Linked DNA regions of Mus musculus: region 1 is linked to region 2. A link is a contact called in public HiChIP or PLAC-seq data. All regions are on one chromosome and are shown on one strand. The core of a region is the stretch at or near the end of the contact, and the rest is flanking DNA. Distances in the headings are between cores, read along the strand shown. Region 1 has its middle 12 kb from the start of Pttg1ip. Region 2 overlaps Col18a1 (collagen, type XVIII, alpha 1).

What was found. HiChIP or PLAC-seq counts read pairs in DNA pulled down with a chosen protein or histone mark.
Region 1: a contact with region 2 is called in an HNF4G HiChIP or PLAC-seq map of pancreatic cancer cells. The contact joins two enhancer-like sites. A contact is called at or near these places in 3 of 484 Hi-C or Micro-C datasets (B cells, cerebral cortex and reprogramming fibroblasts) and 3 of 115 datasets of contacts at active chromatin or transcription factors (astrocytes, embryonic stem cells and pancreatic cancer cells).

The regions. Positions count from the first base shown.
Region 1 is chr10:77,568,338-77,571,932 of GRCm38.p6, reverse strand. No RefSeq gene overlaps it. Among named protein-coding and RNA genes, the nearest start is that of Pttg1ip, 12 kb to the left of the region's middle. Within about 2 kb of position 1,687, at least 63 of the 459 cell types and tissues checked have an H3K27ac peak or open chromatin away from gene starts, as enhancers often do. A contact at or near this core is called in pancreatic cancer cells, where this site is marked.
Region 2 is chr10:77,128,396-77,132,114 of GRCm38.p6, reverse strand. All of the region lies in intron 2 of Col18a1 (collagen, type XVIII, alpha 1), which reads left to right. Among named protein-coding and RNA genes, the nearest start is that of Col18a1, 36 kb to the left of the region's middle. Within about 2 kb of position 1,469, at least 77 of the 459 cell types and tissues checked have an H3K27ac peak or open chromatin away from gene starts, as enhancers often do. A contact at or near this core is called in pancreatic cancer cells, where this site is marked.

The sequences.
Region 1 (3,595 bases), core at 438-2,937, 440 kb before region 2:
ATCCTCAGGTACACAAGTGATGCTATGTAACCTTGCTTCTTAATTTAAAATGGTTGGTTAATTAAAGATGCTGACAGCCTTCAGCGGGGCAGAAGAGAAGTAGGTGGAGCTTCCGTTGCTGGGTGTGAGGTCTGAGGTAGAGACCCTGGAGGGAGAGCAGAGAAGATGCCCTGGGGTATGAGGGCTGGCCTGGCAGAACGTGGCAAGTGATATCTCGGGGTTATTGACAGGGAAGTAGACAAATAGCTTCTTAGAGGGTAGATATCCGCTCAGCTGTAGTGCTGTTAAGACTTATCATAAAGCCGGGTGTGGTGGCACATGCCTTTAATCCCAGCACTCGGGAGGTAGAGGCAGGCAGATTTCTGAGTTCGAGGCCAGCATGGTCTACAAAGTGAGTTCCCGCACAGCCCCAGGGCTATACAGAGAAACCCTGTCTTGACATCCTCCCCCCCCCCAAATGACTTATCATAAATATAAAGGTTTTGTGTCTTTTATTTGGGAATTGAATGATCAAAGGTGGGGTAGAAACCCCCATTATTTTTTTTACTACAACAGTGTGTGTGTGTTTCAAGACGGGGCTCCTCTGTATAGCACTATATAGTATAGTATAGTGTATATACTCTGTATAGTACTATCTAAAACTCACTCTGAAGATCAGGCTAGTCTCAAACTCAGAGATCTGCTTGCCTCTGCCTCCTGACTGTTGGGATTAAAAACGTGCACGAGAGAGAGAGAGAGAGAGAGAGAGAGAGAGAGAGAGAGAGAGAGAGAAAGGAAGGCCTGTCCTGAGGGAGATGGCTGAATGGAATGGGTGAGACTGTTTGCTGCGCAATCATGAAGAATTGAGTTCAAATCCCCAGACCCATGCATATCAAGCCAGCTGTGCAAGGCGGCAGTACGTTGGTGAGAAGAAGCACCAAACATATATCCCATACGCACATGTGCACACACATACACACATACACATGCACATATGAACATACACACACAGAGCCCACATTCCTGCTTTAGACACATGGCAGTGAAGAAGGAGAAGGGCACCTGATGTGACCACACATATGACATCCACAGGTACCTCTTTGGGTGTTCAAGAGCTTCCATCCCAGGAATGACTCACAACATAGCCTGTGGTCCAGAAAGCACAGGCAATAAAGATGAGAGAAACAATGACCTGGAAGTCAGAGGATGCTTGCTTTCCCAAGGAGATGGTTAAAGAACTCAAGAGACACCGGTGGTGGGGTGGTGGCGCACACCTTTAATTCCAGCACTTGGGAAGCAGAGGCAGATGGATCTCTGAGCTTGAGGCCAGACACAGAATGGTGTCAGCTCGGGCAGTGTGGTAGTTGCACCCAAAAGCCACAGTAAAGTCTCTCACAGCCCAGCCCAGCCACATGGTATGGCTGCTACAGCTCAGCAGGTAAGGGAATTCTAGGCCCACATGTCAGAATTTCTGATACCTGAGTCATCTGCTGGGGATTTTCAGTTCTATTTGGTAGTATCTGTGTGACTGGTCTTTCATCAATGTGAGGACATTCCTTGGTTAGCCACAGAATTCCATTCCTACTACAGCTTGAAAAGTGGAAATTGGGACCTGTCTCCTGGCACATTTTGTCACCAGGTGCTTCTCTACCCGGCAAGCAAGCTGGGTAGGGACTTTGAACTCCCGGAGGGGAGGTTACAAGGGGTGGGGCTGGGGTCCAAGGGAGATCCAGGTCAGCAGAGCTCTGGGGCAAGGGAGGGGCTGTGCCCTGGGACAAAACCCAATCGGCTGGCTGGATTAAGCAAGAATGAAGAACCTGTTTCTCTGGTATTCGGGATGGCCTTGATGGGGCTGTGAGGGGTTGTTTGCTTCACTGGTTTGGGACCTGGTTTACACTTGGGTCCTTTAGGGCTCAGGAATTCAGAAAACTTGGTTCTCATCACAATCCTTCTGGGAGCCAGGCATCCAACGATTCCTGAACCTATGTATTTAGAACTATTTATTTTTACTTTATTATTTATAGGTGTGTGTAGGGCAATGGGCTACACACAGACAGCCTGGTTTCCAGCTGAGCCTAGGTCTTGAACCCTGGTGGTACCCGAGGGGTGGTAATTCCCACCCACATGGGACGGAAGATGTTCGATCATGTCTCCTGGACCCCTGACTCCTGTCGAAGTTACCGCCCCCACAGCCCCCACAGGAGAGGCATGTGGCTTCTAGCACATAGACAAAGTCCCAAGTTTCTGGCATTCTGGCTAGACTCCGCCCCACAGTTACCTAGCAACAGCAAGATAGCCAAGCCCACTATAAGAGGGTCTGCTTGGCCCCTCCTCACTCTCTTAAGCTTTCACCTTTCTTACTCTCTAGCTCTCTTCCTCTCTTCCCCCTTCTCTCCACGTGGGCATGGCCAGTCTCTCCCTTTCTCTTTCTACCTTCTCTCCTGTCTCCCTGCCTTTCTACAATAAAGCTCTAAAACCATAGACTATCTCTGACCGTCAAGGCCTGCCGTGCTTAAACGATGGGTTAAGCTTTCTCCTGACAAGCCTTGTCTAACCTCTCCACAGAAGGCCTTCTTATGCTGCAGCCACAGACCAGACTAAGGACTCTCGCCTGCATGGGAATCACCCAGTGCCCCCCTCTCTCCCTCCCTTAAATCCTGGGCTAAGTGCTGCCCCAGGGCCCCTATTCTGTTCTCAGCTCCTCTGCCATATCTCAGCTGGAGGCTGAGAACCTGGTACCGGGGGCTGCCCCTTGTCCACCACCTGCCCTGTGGGGGTCAGTGGCTTGATACATTCAGATGCCCACTTGGGGCCGTGTGGAAAGCGTGCGTAGTCCTCCCACGTCTGCCTGCCCAGAGCACCGGAACTCTGCGGGACGCGGACACTTTCCTACTCCCCTCTTCCCCTCCACCCACGGTCCCACAGGTGTGCATGCTTTGTGAGAGTATGCATCAGTGTGGAGGTCATGCCAGGAATCAGAAGAGGGAGACAGATTCCTCCCCCGTCCCATCTCCCCCTTCAGCTGGAGTTGTGAGCCTCCTAATGTGCTGGTCCTCTGGTAGGGTAAAAGATACTCTCAGTCACTGAAACATCTCTGTACCTATACTTTCAACAAGATGGAAGATGTCACTTGTTCAAGGTGCTGGATATGGACCCAGGCTTAGAGTTTCACTTCAGTTAAGTCCAAAGTGGCCCCCAGGCTCCGCCCCATAGTTACCTGGCAACAGCCAGGTGTGCCTGACTCACTATAAAAGGGGCTGCTTGCCTCCTCCTCTCTCTCTTGCTCTTTTGCTCTTCTTGCTCTCTTCCTTTGCTCCTGTACCCTTATCCTCTTCCCACTCCCCTCCTCCTCTCTCTTCACGTGTTCATGGCCAGCCTCTACTCCACTCCTCTCCTCTCTCTCCTCTCCTCTCCTCTCCTCTCCTCTCCTCTCCTCTCCTCTCCTCTCCTCTCTCTCTCTCTCCCTCTCTCTCTCTCCTCTCTCTTTCTCTCCCTCCCTCCACCCTCCCATTCAGTCTCTACTACCCTCTCAACTCCCCTCCCCATGCCCTGAATAAACTCTATTCTGACTATACTATAGCTGGCTTCTCAGGGGGAAGAGATGCCTCCGCATGGG
Region 2 (3,719 bases), core at 220-2,719:
TTGCCAAGATCAGAGAGAAGCTAGGGTCTAGAGTCCAGATACAAACAGGAAAGCCAAGAAACACTGAAATCTCATTTAAGATCTATGAGGGCCTCACACAAGGAAGACCTTACAGATGAGGCCTCAGAAGACAGCAGGATCACAGGGACAGGCAGGGGTGGGGTGGTGGGGGCAGTGAGGGGTTGAGGCATGCACAGAAACTCTGGATTCCAGAGATAGGTCAAAGCTACAAAGTTGCTGTGAACCTCCACAGGTAAGACTGGGCTTCCTGAAGCTGCTCTAATAAGCCAGCAAGAATCCTTGGCTTAAGACAAGTACCCAGCTGGAAGCAGGAAATGTGTCCGACTGGCTACAGTAGTCAGGAAATGTAACAGGCAGGTTCCTGCTGGGAAAACCATTCTGGCTTTCCTAGACTCTGGAAGCCGCTCACTCACCCCTGTAATTCCTTGGCTCCGCTCTGAAGACTAGCATGGCGGGGAGTCCCTCAGGTTGAACTCCTCTTCTCCCTAAGAGAGCCCCAGGGGTTAGGCTACCTCGTATCCCTGGCTTCCAGGGTGAAGAGGTCGGCAGTGTCTTTTACATCCACCTGTAGATTAATTGCTGCTGTAAGGCTCAGCAACCATAGCTTCTGAGGATGGCAGGCCTCTTGGGTATTGTTCTCACGGAGGAAAAGACATTTCTGACCCATATGACATAGCTATGGCTCGGACAGAGCAAATTTACCTGGTTGGGTGGGTGGGAGGCCTGGGTTCTTCTCCAGCATTGGTGTAGAGGGAAAATCCACTCCCAGTGTGGAACATAGGGCAGAGTCACGCTGTTCTGTGCCTTGCTGTCCAGTTTCTGGGCTCCCCACCCTTCACCCCAGGACCCCCACTCATGGGGTTTGCATTACACGAAAGGGAAGTGTTTGCTACCCACCAGGAGACAGTATATAATACGTTATCATCTGTTTGTAGCTGTATGGTGCAGGACCAGGCAAGCACCTAGTGATGCAGACAGAGAAGAGGCTTAGAGGCTGCTGGTGGGACTGGAGCTGCCCACATAAGGGTGGCCTGACACCTCTGTAAAACAGGGCACCGTAGGGGACAGGCTCCATTTATGCCTATTGGCTCCTCTTGTGTGTTTGTGTGTGCGCGGGCGTGCGCTCATGTGCACACGAATGTAAGTAAGAGCAAAGGTGTGGACAGAGGTGCCATGTGCCGATTGTGGGCTGAGAAGTTATTCTCTCGCTCAGAGTTACTGTATATAAATTTCTTTCCTGATACAGTATCATACCACAAAGAGCTCCTTAGAAGAGCTTGCTTGCAAGTGGCTAAGGAAACTGGGTCTATGGCTCCCTCTAGTGGCTAAGGAAGCTGGATCTATGGCTCCCTCTGGTGGCCAGCACCTCGTCTGAGACCATGTCCTGACAGTCTTGGCTGCCAGACAAGTCCAGGCTTTAGCAGAATCAGAGTGTTTCCCTGGAGTGCCTGCCTTGGTGGACACACGGAGGCTGGCACACTCCAGGATGCCAGAGCCCGACTTTGAAGGGATCTCAGCAGTTACTCACCTTGGCAGCTCAGCTTTAAATCCTGTCGAGTGAATCATGGCCCGCATGAATCTGTATCCTCTGCAGTGTGGGTGAAAGTCAGAGAAAGGCTCTGGGAAACGTTTGAGTGAGAACCTGGGCCACTCACCTGTTTCTTTCCCCATGTCATCAGTAGCCCAGAGTTGGTGGGAAGCTGATCTGGGGTGCCACCTGGCTTCCAGGCTGCAGGAGATGGGGGGTGGGGGTGGGGGTAGTCCAGTCCTGCCGCACAGCTTGGTTTTTTGGCATCTCTGCTCTTCCCTAATTGCATTCCATGGATTCTGGGTAGAATTTATTGTGTTACTTGACCACATGCCACCTGGTGAGACAGCTGGGGAAGAGCCAGGAAGCCAGCTGCCAGGTGTGGCTTGGCGGGCCACAGGTGGGTTTCTGAGCTGCCATTGGGAGGAAGTGGATCAGGCTGGGGTCCAGAGCTGACAGAAGCTAGGGACCTTTGTCTCTCCCAATCCCCTGCTGCTGTGACCTCAGTGACATACTCAACTGGACTTGGGAGTCATCTCAAATTTTTCAAAGAATCTGATGGCAGGGTAGGAAATGAGAATAGATTGTTGGCCATGGGCCCGGGCACAGCGTGGCACCTCACTCTGGGGGGAAGGCTAGCCTTTCTTCCAGCTGTGCAAAAACAGAAATGGGCCCCCAGGGCGCAGATTCTCAAGGACCTTCACCCGCATTCTGGCCATGGGAATTTCCACCACCAGCTGTTGCCTGATGAAGGCAGAATTCTTCACCACAGATCCCAGACCTCCTGTGGTTGGTCACTTTCTAGCAAAGAGTTAGTGCCATCATATTCTCTCTCTCTCTCCCTCCCCCCTCTTTCTCTCTCTCTCTCCCTCTCTCCATGTCTCTCCACCTGATCTTTAAGCAGGCTTTCTCTAGGGAACTCTGAGGAGGGTGATATGTAGATCCAGGCTGAGCATCACTAGCCTCTGTTGAGTGAGTAGTGTCTTTCTTTCTTTCTTTCTTTCTTTCTTTCTTTCTTTCTTTCTTTCTTTCTTTCTTTCTTTCTTTCTTTCTTTCTTTCCTTCTTCATCACTAGCCTCTGTTGAGTGAGTAGTGTCTTTCTTTCTTTCTTTCTTTCTTTCTTTCTTTCTTTCTCTCTTTCTCCCTTTCTTTCTTTCCTTCCTTCCTTCCTTCCTTCCTTCCTTCCTTCCTTCCTTCTTTCCTTCTTTCCTTCTTTCCTTCTTTTGTTTGTTTTTGTTTTCTGAGACAGGGTTTCTCTGTGTAGCCCTGGCTGTCCTGGAACTCACTCTGTAGAGCAGGCTGGCCTTGAACTCAGAAATCTGCCTGCCTATGCCTCCCGAGTACTGGGATTAAAGGTGTGCACCACCATGCCCAGCCAGTGTTTCTTTTCTATCCCACATGGGCAGCCCTTGGCAGCAGCCCTGGGAGGGTACAGGTTTCTTCTAGAGGAGATGCTGTGGGCTCTTAAGGTCCGAGTAGCTCTCAGGCTTGTGGGGAGAGGTCTTGAGACTCCCTGGGGCCAGTTTGGCAATCTCAGAAGACAGAGGGGACCAGAGACAGAATCCTGGGATATACTGACACACTGTAATACCAGAGCTGTAAGGGATTGCTGGGGAAAGGCAAGAGACTAAAGAGAGAAGGCTGGAGAATGAGAAATGCCTCAGACCTGATGCTCTGGCATGGGTCTCCTGAACGATTGGCAGTGTGCAGATAGTCTCAAACAGCCACAGAAGTGTCCTTTAATGATTCGGTGACAGCGAAGTCCTCTATAGTCCTTCCCTACTCTTCCTGGCTCCGTTCTTGGCAGTGTGTTCTCTCTTTCCCTACAACTGAAGGAAGACAGGGAAAGCTCGCTGAGGTTCCAGTGTGGACTTCCTGTATATTCTTCTGTTGGTTTCCCATTTCTGCTCATGCTGCTTCAGTAGCTTGGTTTGGTTTCTTTCTTTCTCCTTCTCTTCCTCCTTCCTCTTCTTCTTCCTTCTCCTCCTCCTTCCTCTTCTTCTTCCTCCTTCTTTCTCCTTCTCCTCCTCTTCCTCCTTCTTCCTTCTTTTTATTCTTAAGACAAGGTTTTTCGTTGTAGCCCTGGCTTTCCTGAAACTCACACTGTAGACCAGGCTGGCCTCAAACTCACCAAGATCCGTCTGTTCCTGCTTCCTGAGAGCTGGGATTA